Linked DNA regions of Mus musculus: region 2 is linked to region 1. Evidence: chromatin contacts called from public Hi-C data. All regions are on one chromosome and are shown on one strand. Each heading gives the region's core, a stretch centred on a gene start, on an enhancer-like site or on the middle of the called end of the contact. The rest is flanking DNA. Distances are from core to core; before and after follow the strand shown. Region 1 holds the start of Kif13b (kinesin family member 13B). Region 2 holds the start of Esco2 (establishment of sister chromatid cohesion N-acetyltransferase 2).

What was found. Hi-C and Micro-C count contacts between places; a contact is called where the count stands out from the background.
Region 2: a Hi-C map of pre-B cells shows a contact between it and region 1, with 7 times the contacts expected there. The contact joins the promoter of Esco2 here to the promoter of Kif13b in region 1. A contact is called at or near these places in 3 of 39 promoter capture datasets (the C10 cell line, the HPC-7 cell line and pre-B cells), 3 of 484 Hi-C or Micro-C datasets (CD4 T cells, CD8 T cells and pre-B cells), 1 of 115 datasets of contacts at active chromatin or transcription factors (pancreatic cancer cells) and 1 of 9 other capture datasets (liver).

What each region holds. Positions count from the first base shown.
Region 1 is chr14:64,648,660-64,654,442 of GRCm38.p6, reverse strand. It overlaps Kif13b (kinesin family member 13B), which reads right to left and starts at 1,902. Exons shown (of 40, transcript NM_001081177.2): 1 at 1,787-1,902. The coding sequence starts at 1,841.
Region 2 is chr14:65,831,983-65,838,012 of GRCm38.p6, reverse strand. Esco2 (establishment of sister chromatid cohesion N-acetyltransferase 2) reads left to right here and starts at 4,044. Exons shown (of 11, transcript NM_028039.2): 1 at 4,044-4,211; 2 at 5,272-5,349. The coding sequence starts at 5,285. Ccdc25 (coiled-coil domain containing 25) reads right to left here and starts at 711. Exons shown (of 9, transcript NM_145944.5): 1 at 529-711. The coding sequence starts at 556.

The DNA of each region.
Region 1 (5,783 bases), core at 653-3,152:
GAGGAAGATGACTGCAAGTCCCAGGCCACCCTGGTCTACACAGAGACTGCCTCTAAATAAATGAAAAAAAAAAAAAAAATAGGACTGGGGAGATGCCTGGGTGGTTGGTTGAACTCAGATGGTTTAATGGATGAAAACCAAGTGAGGACCAGAGTTCAGATCCTTAGCACCTAAGTTTTAAAAAGAAAAGAAGGGTCAGGTGTTGTGGCGAATGCCTTTAATCCCAGCACCAAAGATCTGGGCAGAGGCAGGCATATTTCTATGAATCTGAGGCCAGCTTGGTCTACATAATGAGTTCCAGGGCTATGTACAGAGACCCAGTCTCAAAAATAGGAAAGAAAGAGAAAGGAAGGAATACAAGGAACAGCTAGAAATCATTCAACGAATATCTCAAAACTCTGAGCATTAGTAACAGCCACTGTCAGAATTACAAGCATAGCAAATTAAAGACAGTAGCTTCCTCCCAGTAAGAGAAAACAAGGAAGAGTCCGGCTCTAACTATCTGTGCCAAACCCTGCTGTGGTGGCTGGTTAGAGGCCTCCTTCAGCACTGACATTTCCAAGGGTTTTGCAAAAAGGAAATTTTAAGAATGTGCTGAACCCTTCCTTTCCGAATCATTCCCAGATATGTCGGATTTCATTTGGCTGTTTTCTTTTTTTCTTTAGTTTTTTTTTAATCGCAGTAATGATCACAATGAGGTGAAGTGATCTAAAATAAAGATGTCTGGATACTCAAAAAATGGGAGAACTGAAAACTTTCAGACTTCTAAGCTACTCACTCTGTTTTGTGAGAACCTGGATGTTAGGAGGCAATGAGCTGAGAGCTTAAAAAGTTCCGTCTTCAGGGGAAAAGCTTGCCTCATAGACTTCAGCAGGTTCAAGTAGGCAAACCAACGACAAGAAAACAGAGACACCAAGTTCCCAAGGAACAACCAACCAGAGAAATCTTTGTTAACTTTTACACCTACTTACCTCAATACATACACAAAAGGGCAAGGAGACAGAAAAACTATTTCCTACACACTAGACTTTAAACACAGTAAAACAAACTAGAAACCTTGGAAAATGACTCCTGCACTTAATAATGGCTCTAGCTAGTCAGTAGTCTAAATCAATTAGCAGCAATTCCATCTCCCGGGAGCGCGGCAGCAACCTCAATAACAAGACTTGTCTAGAAAGTGTTTTCAAACACATCACCTCATTTTAAGTACCCTGCCCAGTCACCCTCTGGTGAAGCTACAGAGGCAAAAAGCAGCTACTCCCCGGATTCAAGTTGGGCTTCAGTCTTTCCAACTTGGATAGATGATTTACGTGTCCTGGGTTTATCTACTTTCTCTACCCTCCCTACAGACTTCAGAGCATGTCTGAAAGATACAATTTCCCAAGAATCTTGGCACTGAGACTATTTATTGTTGAGATGATGACTATCACTTCAAGCAAAAGGAAAAAAAGGAAACCTCTCGACAGTCATAAACCAGAAAAGAACTAAGAAGGCATGCATGTCCTTCCTTTTCTGCAAACAGCCACAAGGTGCAGGTTCAAGGGAGAACGTGGAAAATCGAAAAGTAGGGCTGTCCGCCCTAAGAGCTGCGTACACAGGAGGACTGCGAGGCCGGAGCTGCCCCAGGCCTGGAGAGCTCGGTGACAGCTGGCGGGGCGGAGGGCTGAGGGCCCGACCGCGCCGTCGAGGGCGCACGCGCGCTGAAGGGAGCCCGCCGAGACCCCCGGGACGCCGAAGCTCTACCACCACAGGCACCTGTCGCCCCCGGCCCGGGACAAGCGCTCACCTCGTCGGTTCATTGGCCGGACCCGTACCGCCACTTTCACTTTGGAGTCTCCCATCGTGCTACCGCCGGGGTTCTCACTGCACCTCCGTCTACCTCGGCCACCGGACAAACTCTCCGAGGCCAACCCGGCGGGCGGGGGCTGTGGGGGAAAAGGGGGCGGGACCGACGAGGGGCGAGGACCGGTGCGTCCCGGGGCATGCTGGGATGTGTAGTTCCCACAAGTCAGGCCGAGGCGCTGGCGGGAAAATTCGCGCGCCGCTCTCTGGAACTTGTAGTCATCTGTCGCCGTTTTACAATTGTGCCGCTGTTCCTGTACCTCCCTCTCCTTTCTTTTCCTTCTCTTTCTTTACTTCTTCCTCTCTCTTCCTTCCTTCCTATCTGTTGCAGGATTTTCCCTGTCCATCCCGCAACACCTAACTTCTCTTTTGTGTGCGTGTGGAGAGTTTTCTGGACATTAAAATTAGCACTTTATGAATGGTAGGCAAGCGCTCTATCCTTGAGTTATATTCCCAGCCTTCCTTTTATTATTTTTTGAGATAATAAAAGTAGAGATAGTTTATTAAGAAAGAGAAAGCCAACTGGCCATGGTGTCACAGGCCTTTAACCCCAGCACTTGGGAAGCAAAAATAGGCTGATCGCTGTTGAGTTTGAGGCCAGTCTGGTCTATAGCATGAGATCCAGTATAGCCAGGAATATAAAGAGAAACCCTGTCTCAAAAAAAGAAAAAAGAAAAAGAAAGAAAGAAAAGGCACTTCTAAGAATAGGAATGGGCTAGTGAGCTGGGAAAATACATACACTGCCTTGTTGGTGCTGGGCCTTTCCCCTTCTGTGTAATGTACTTGTTATTTATTTATTTATTTATTGGATGTGTGTGTGTGTGTACACATGTGGGAGCATGTGTCAAAAGACAACTTTCAAGAGTCAGTTCTCTCCTTCTATCTACCCTGTGGGTCCTAGGGATGGAATTCAGTTATCTGGCTAGCAAGCCAGAACATTTACCCACTGAACCATCTCAATGGCCCTGTTTGGAGTTTTGTTATAGTTTTTCATTGGATGGGTGGGGTTTTTGGGGTTTGTTTTGTTTTGTTTTTTTACTTCTTTTTCTCTTCTTTTTTTATGTTTATGGATGTTTGCCTGAATGTATATCTGTATGCCTGTGCTGAATTCAGAAGAGGGCATCCGATCCCCTGGACCTAGAATTACAGAGAGTTGCGAGCCACCACATAGGGGCAGAGAATAGAGCCCAGTGAGCCAGCTCTCCAGCCCCTGTGCTTTGGGTTTTGATAGAGGTCCACATGAGTTGCTCAAATTAGCTTTTTACTTGCAATCTTCCTGTCTCACCCTCTCAAGTAGCTGGAATAACAGACCTGAGGCCTCTCTCGCCTGCCTCTGTATCTAGCCCTAGCTGGTCTGTAAACTCACTCAGTAGACAGACTGGTCTCCACTTCAGAGATCCATCTGCTTCTGCCTTCTAAGTGCTGGAGCTAAAGGTTTGCACCTCGCCTCACCTCGATTCTGCAGGACTCTTAAACTCTAGCAATCTGTATTGAGACTACGGTGTCCAAGAACTGACCCTTCATCTGAAAACCTCTTCCTCTCCTTTTTAAGACCTCTGGGTTTGATCCTTGATTTTGATGATTTTCTCTGACTGCCTTGTCCCCCTCTTGTTTCTTTACTGACTTATCCTTCAGGATAAATGGATGCATTCAACCTTGACCACAGCCTCTGCATCCTCTGAGTCATAACCTTGGGTTATGGAAACAAACTTAACTCAAATCCCACTCATTTGCCAACCTGTGGTCACGGTCAACTTATTTGGCCACTCAAATTTCATCTTTTTTAATGTGTAAAGTGGAGACCCTGTGTCACCCAACCTGCAGTGACATTTATCGTGTGAGTCAATGAAACCAAAGTGTAAATACTGTTTATCAGCCTCACAGAGACTGCTGGTTGGTGGTTTGTGCACCAAGTCTATCCTACAAACATGTTCTGTTTAGCCAACACAAAAGTCAGATTTGGGGTGCATTAATGACCCTTACTATATGTTAGTAACACTAAATCAAACAGGAATAGCACTGGACATACTATAATCCCAGCACTCAGCAAACCGAAGCAGGAAGATTGCCATAAATTGAGACGAGTCTAGGCTCCAAGCTCCTACCTCAGCCTCCCAACTACTGGGACTACAGATGTGAGCTTCAATGCCCAGCCCCACTCTAGCTTTTTAAACTGGGGCAGTGAGATAAGAAAAAAGAAGGTTAAGAAGTTTCAACAGGAAATTTTATTTACATGGAAATTCAGGACAAAGGCCCTGAGGAATTGTGGTTAGTCTCCCTTTGGACTCAAGGTCTCTTGATCCTCAGTGAAGATGCAGAAGATTCTTAAGGCCTGTAAGTCACCACCCAGCGACAGGTGAGAGAGGAAAGACAGCTAGCTGCAGGTTACAACCTGCAGCCTGGAGAGCCCCAGGGGCTCCACAGCCAGATAAACCGAAACTGGAGCTGTTCAAGTTAGCGTGCTGGGGGGCGGGGGGTGCAGTGGGTTGCCAAGAGGAGGGAAAGCCCTGGTTTCTGCCTAGTCACCTTGGAGGGGAATGGGAAGAGAAGAGAGAAAAAGCACTCTGTGCTTTTGTTTTGTAAATGGACAACCTTGGATGGGGTAGGTGTTCTGTAGAGGTTGAAAATAGATGTGAGATATTATCAGTTAACTGCGGCTAGGAGAGACTCATTTTACCCCCTGGATTTTGCAGATCTATCTAATCTGAGACTGACTTCTTGTTTTCTATTTGTTCCATTCATGTGGCAGTTTCTGATGCTGAGGGACTTTCCTTACTCCTTCTGTTTATTTCTTTCTTTTGAGGGGTTTGTTTGTTTTGCTTTTGAGACAGGGTCTCACTATGAAGCTCTGGCTGTCCTAGAACTCACTATGTCGACCAGGCTGACCTTATACTAACAGCAACCCATCTCCCAGCTGCTCCCAACTGCTAGGATTAAAGGGCTGCCTCACTATGCTCCCAGTCTGTTTCTTCATGGTCATCTTTGACCTGATGGTACTAACCGAATACCTACTTCATGCCAGCCGCTACCCTAAGCCCTTTACATCTCTGAGCCTGTTTAATTCTCACACAGACTGGATGGAGCAGTTAATGTTATTGCCTCTACACTGAGGATGTAAAGCAGAGTAACATTCAGGTGAAGCCATGCTGTCAGCAACCACCCGCTGTATTCTGCAACCTCTCGAAGCAGAAACAAAGTCTGCATACAAATTGTTCGATCCCCAGAAAACACAAACAGCTCTGTTTTGCATTCCACTCCCCCCACCCCTGAGATAGGGATTCTGTGTGTCACCCTAGATGTCCTGGAACTCGATCTGTAGACCAGGCTGGCCTCAAACTCAGAGATACACCTGCCTCTGCCTCCCGAGGGCTGGGAGTAGATGTGCACCACCTGGCTTACATTTTTTCTTCTTTAATTCATCAACATTCAACCTGAAGAGCCATTTCCCCTCACCACCTGTTCCTTCATTCTTTCAAGAATCAAAGCTCAATGAGTTCGAGGCTAGCCTGGTCTACATAGTAAGCTCCTGTGAGAAAGAATCACAACTCTGCCATGAAAATTCCTGGCGCTGACTGTGCCTACGGTACTATTTGTCTGTCTGCAGTCACAGTTCCGTACTCCACTGGCACAGGTCTGTGGCAGCCTTCAGATTCTCTTTCACCCCACTCCATGGCAATGAGGTTCTGCTAGCTGGCCCCTGTGCAGCCCATTCAACAGCCCCTCCATCTGGACAGCCCTTCTAACAGCTTCAGATCTCACAAGGCAAAGCAAGAACAAACAATGACAATGTAATTGTTCAACTTTTAGAATTTCATACATAACTACAATATATTTATGTCATATCCACCCCTTCCCGTGTGTGTGTGTGTGTGTGTGTGTGTGTGTGTATGTATGTATTTATGCTGTAAGGTTGTCTGTGTATACGTGGGTGTTGAGTTGAC
Region 2 (6,030 bases), core at 2,795-5,294, 1.2 Mb before region 1:
CTCTTTCTGGCCTTCCAAAACCAACCCAGTAGCCTTAGCAGACGTCCACTGGACCATCACCTCTGCCCAGGGAGGGGCTGTACTAACATTCCAGCCCTCCGATTGCTCTCCGCGGCACCCCAGGCCCTCCCTGCGTAGGAGGGCAAGCTACTCTTCCTGCAGGAGACATCTGCTGGCACCTGTCGCACTGGTCAAGCATCGCTCCAAGGTGCGGGCAGAACGCTAGGGCAAAGGCTTGCGACGGGGACGTGGGGGACTAGGCTGGAACGCACACACGTCCAGGAAGCGTTGGCGGGTCTGTCAAGTGGGGACGAGAATGATTACCGGGTATAAAGAAAGCGGGGGCGCATTCCCGCCGCGACCACCGGGGCCAGGGGACGACCAGGCAGCCGAGGGGACGGCCAAGCAGGGAACCAGAAGGCTCTGGGAGAGGTGCCCGCGGAAGGACGCGGTTCAGGACTAAGTCCAAGCCCAGCGCGGCGGCTGGGGAATGCCGGCTTTGGAAGCAGGGGCCCCGGCGTCACTCACCGCTGCTGCTGGTGAAGTAGAACACCATGATCCTGGTAGAAGAGTGGCGACTCCTACTCAAAACGCGAAGCTTGAGATACCGCCGGCGCGAGGGTGAGCCGGCTTCCAGGCTCTCCTCAGGACACTTCCGGCGGACGTGCCGTCGCGTCACAACGCCGTCCTGTCAGCGCCATCTTTAGTCCTGGCGAAGGGAAGGGTGTTGGCGGAAGAGCAGGTGTCCCGGGGATTTTGAGGATTCCGCTCAAGCGTCTGGTTGAAAGAAATTAGCTGGGGAAATACATCTTGTTTGAAGTCATAAAGAAAAAATACTAAGGGCAGACTTTATTTTCAGAGGCTCTACTAAGTGGACACGAGAGTTGGTCATCGCTTTTTATGTCTTCCCACTCAACCCAATATGGGCTCCATGCGTGCAGAAACTGCCTTTTTCATGCATGGTTAAGGGTCCCTGTAACCATTTCCTCAGGAGGCACTCAGTAAGAACCAATTTTTTTAAAAGATTTATTTATTATTATACGTAAGTACACTGTAGCTGTCTTTAGACACACCAGAAGAGGACATCAGATCTCATTACGGACGATAGTGAGCCACCATGTGGTTGCTGGGTTTTGAACTCCGGGCCTTCGGAAGAGCAGTCAGTGCTCTTTCTTACCCACTGAGCCATCTAACCAGCCCCAAGAACCAATTTTTAAATAAACTCATTCTCCCATTACTTGACATAGGTGAGGGTTTTGTTGTGTTTTTTGTTTGTTGACTTGACCAAACTAGTCAGAATAGAGTTAGGTAATGTTCATCAAACCCTATCTAAGCCTGAGATGGCCTCAGCAAGAATACAAGATGGAAGAAATGCTGCACTGTCTTGCCCAGTCAAACAATGAACTAAATTGCATCGAGGACAGAAGGTTCTCAAATGAATTGTTACTGTTACTACCCAGAGACACTCTCCTTTTTTGGGATTCCGAGTAGGGCTATTTTTTGTTCCTTTAAATCTAATGTCTGCTCCTTATTACCTACAAGACTGAACAAATACCAAACTTCTGAAGTTCAGAACCTCTTGCTATAAATTTACAAAATTCCACAGCCTTCCTAGGTTTGACTTGGAAGTTTTTCTTATTTCTGATAAAGAAAAAATATGAGAGTCCATTTCGGGCTGTATCCCTCCAACAAGCTCCAAAAGTCAGACCACACAAAAGGGCTACAGAAAAGGAGTTTTACCGTCCCTGGAGAGCCTAGTCTTTCATAGAGCAGGAAATTCTAGGCAAGTAGAACCTGATGGTAAAAATGTCCCCTCTTTGGCTTTAACTCTCTCAAAAGAAGAAACTAGCCAGAGTCTCCCACTAAGCAGTTTCCACTATTGTTCTAATTCTTTCACTTTACAAAACCCACTATCATTCTGGGTTTCCTGGTGCTGGTCAATGTTGTAGGCTATCCACCAGAGAAGACTGCTCCAACATGGGTTTAAACCAATAGAAAGTCTTTTTTAGTTGGCCGGATACTACACTGGATGTTTGGGATCCCAGTGCAACATTTTCTCAGTCTTTCCTCAGGGTGAGCTTTTAAACACACAAAAAAACATGTTCTGGGTTGACATTCCTCAGTTAACAAGAACTACAGAAGTCAGAAAGCAAGCTTAGTGCATTTAGAGACTTTCCCAGAACTATGGACTCTGATGGATTAGATCTTTGTTTTCATTTTGACAGGTCTATGTGCTGAGTTTTATAGCCTGAATGACACTTTCATCATGGAGTCAGTTCTGTTAAGGTCTGGGCCCTATTACAACAGGAGGCAGAGTTGTAGCAGAGTTTGAAGTAGTGAGGCCTCCGATTCAAAGACATCTTCCTCAACAAAACATACTGTTCTACCATTGCCTAGTAGAAACCTTATTCTACCTTGTAAAAGAGTAGCTGACTCACTCATGATTCCTGCAAATAGCCAATAATATGTTAGCCATTTGTCAATTCATTCCAGCCAGCTTTGTTCTATGAAGAAGGACATCCATCGCTTAGACTTATTTAGAACTAGACATTGAAAGAACCTAGTTGACACGCAAACTTTATATGCCCCAGTACAGGGGAACGCCAGGGCCAAAAAGGGGGAGTGGGTGGGTAGGGGAGTGGGGGTGGGTGGGTATGGGGGACTTTTGGTATAGCATTGGAAATGTAAATGAGCTAAATACCTAATAAAAAATGGAAAAAAAAAAAGAAAGAACCTAGTGGGGAAACCCCGACTCAGCTCCCAATTCAGCGTGCACCCAAGAATCACGAATAGAACACAACACCTTGATGTAACAACACGGGTATTTTAATGGCGGAGCTCCGGTATCTCACACAGGAGACAGTGGCTTGGAAGCTAGGGGTTTTTATAGAAAAGGAGTGGGACTGGGGGAGGAATTGGCGCAGTTTCACATGATTGGTCCATTTAAACATCAGCAGCCTGTTAACATTTAACTTAAGTCAGAGGGGTGGGAGATAGGGAGGCGATGGGCCTGCCCAGGCATGTCCTGGTCTGTTCTGCTATGTTCTCAGCCCCAGGTTTCAAAGCTCACAAACAACTCTTTGGGCTATTTGACATACATTACGTGACTCACAGGTCTCAAGTTTTATTTCCTTTCAACATTTGTCTGAGACTTCTAGACACTAATAACTCCTTAAAAGCCTGTGAGTGTTTTAAGAACATTTCTGCTTGCCAAAAGACACTTGATTGGAGTTGGAGTGCCACAGGCCTTCCCTGTAAATAGTGATTGTGTTCAGGCCTTCGTTTTCATTTTCTGTAAATGAGGAATGATAATACAAACTTCATAGGTTGTGTAAGGAGTACGTGAAATAAAACATGTAAAGGATCCAGCTCAAGAGATTGGGCTCAGCTATTAAGAACACAGACTACTCTTGCAGAGGACCTGAGGTCAATTCCTTGTATCCACATTTGGTGACCTATAACTGTCTAAACTTGATCCAGGGAATTCAACTCCTCTGACCTATGCTGGTATCTCCATTCACATACACATACTCACTTGCAGGCATGCACATAGTCAAAAAATAAATAAAATCTTTAAAAATATATAAAGTAACCAAATTTAGCAAACATTCACACCATAATTTGAATAATAAAATAGTAAAATGGAAACTGAAAATCTCACTTTTTTTTCTAAAACGCAAAACCAACAATAGGGCTTCAAATATGAAAAATAAGAGCCTCCAGTATCTTGGGGATGTCACTTTTCGTTAGCTGTTTGCACCAAACTGCCTCAGAATTTAACTTCCAATTCAGCTGAGCCATAAACTACAATTCCCAGAATGCACTGTTACGGGCGTCGGTCTGAAGCCTGAAGTTATTGCAGGATTTCAGGAGGTGTGCCTTCCTTCTTCCCCAACTCCTCCCCCCAACTCCCTCCCCCTGACCAGCTTTGCCTCTCAAGGGCGGGAGAATCTCGGAGACCTCCTCGCCGGAGGGCGGGGCAATGACTAGCGAGAAGCCAATCGCGGCGCAGGCTCTAGGAAGCGCCTGAGCAGTGACGAATCAGTACGCAGCAGCGTTGGTCTCAAGTAGCGCGCGTGAATTTGAACACACTGGCGGAGCGCCGGGTTCCTGTGAGCAAGGTCGTAAGCTTGCTGAGGTGCAGAGGGGTCATTTCGTGCGGTACCCCCGCAGGCGTGGACGCCGGTCCAGAAGGAGACTGAGGAACGAAGGTAACGTCAAGGGGCAAGGGCCTTGAACGTAGCCCGCTGCCTGCTCCTCCCGCGGGGCTCCCGCTCTGGGTGCCAGCGTCTCTCACGCAGGCAAGGAGAGGGCTTCCCTGTTGCCCCGTAGACGCTCGGGTTGGCTTAGAGGTCGCGCTTGTGGAGTTCTGTGGGACTGACATACCCTTTCCGAAGGAAGGGGAAAGGAAGGAAAGAACATTCTAGAATTATCTCCCTAAGGGACGCGGCTTGACTTTAGCAAGCTGCCTAGTGAGGTGAGGGAGCCCCGCCGGGACCCGTGGGGAGGACTTGTCCCACCCATATTACCTCGCTCAGACCTCCAGGAAGGGTGTGAGCAATCTCTGCCTTCCCTGAACGTGCAGGCTGTGAAGATGACTGGCTGGTCAGTCAGAAAGTGTGCTAAGTGGAATATGGAGGAGCCATGGAAGGAGGCTAGTGCCAAAGGCCTACCAGGAGTGCCAAAACTTGATGTGACTGGTTTAATTAAAGGGAAGTGTACCCCAATTAGGGTTCCACCCGGCCTCGTTAGTAGGATCACCTTTCATCACTCTCATCTACTGTAGCGCAGTATTTCCCCAACCCACCCTCCTTCCCTTTTATCACTGTTTACTTCTCTAATACATAGCTTACTGCTTTGCTTTTTTTTTTTTGAGACCCCCTGTACCCCAGGCTTGCCTCAAACTCAGGGTCCCTTTGCCTATGCCTCCCATTTTGCACCGTCACACCTGACTAGGTTTTGTTTGTCTTTCTGTGGTTGGTTCGTTGTTGTTTTTCTTAATCTGTTTCTTGGAACCAAGCCTGGTGACTTAGCTTGTGATTCCAGTTCTGGAAAGCTCAAGAGTTCAAGTTTATCCTTGGCGACAGAGTGAATGAGTTTGAATTTGAGGCTAAGCTCTGCTATGTGAAGCACTATCTCAAAAAGCAATGTTCCCTTGGGTATTTATTTGCAGTCACTTATTTAGAATCAAGATTTATAAACAATTTTGACATGGTGCGTTTTCTATCCTTTTGGTGACTTTATTATAACTGACATATTTGCTGCCTTTAGGAATTTAACTAAGATGATGGCAACTTGTACTCCAAGAAAGAGGAAGCGATATACACTGAATGCTGATAATGATGATAGGTAAGTCTTAACCTGTATGTATGAACTCTTTTAAATATGAAAAAATCCAGTCTTGCCAGTGTCTATTACAGAAAATTTATCATAGGGTATTTTAGTAGCTAATCGGGAAAAATACATGGAGAATATTTTTAACAGATGAGCCATCATCCCTCCAGCCCTTTGGTGATTTGTTTATTTGAAACAGTCTTAATTATTTATACCTGGTTGGCCTCAAGCTAATTGAGATCTTCCTGCCTTTGCCACGAGGCCCAGACCTAGTGTGGGATAATTTTTATATAGCCTAGACAGAGAAATTGATTTTGAAATACACTTACTTGTATATCAAAGTTTCTTTGTAAACACTGCTTGCTTTTATGAATGTTATCTGGGTTTTTTTTTGTTTGTTTGTTTTTTCGTTTTCGGTTTCTCTGTGTAGTCCTGCCTGTCCTGGAACTCACTCTGTAGTTCTGGCCTTGAACTCAGAAATCCGCCTGCCTCTGTCTCCCAAGGGCTGGAAGTAAAGGCGTGCGCCACCACGCCTAGCACTATCTGTTTATTTTTGAGACAGGGACTCTCTATGTAATCTTGGTTGTCCTGAACTCCATATAGATCATGCTGGCCTCTAACTCAAAGAGATCATCCTATTTCCTCTCCCTCCAGAGTGCTGGGGTTAAAGGTGTATGCTACCTTGCCCAGCTTATG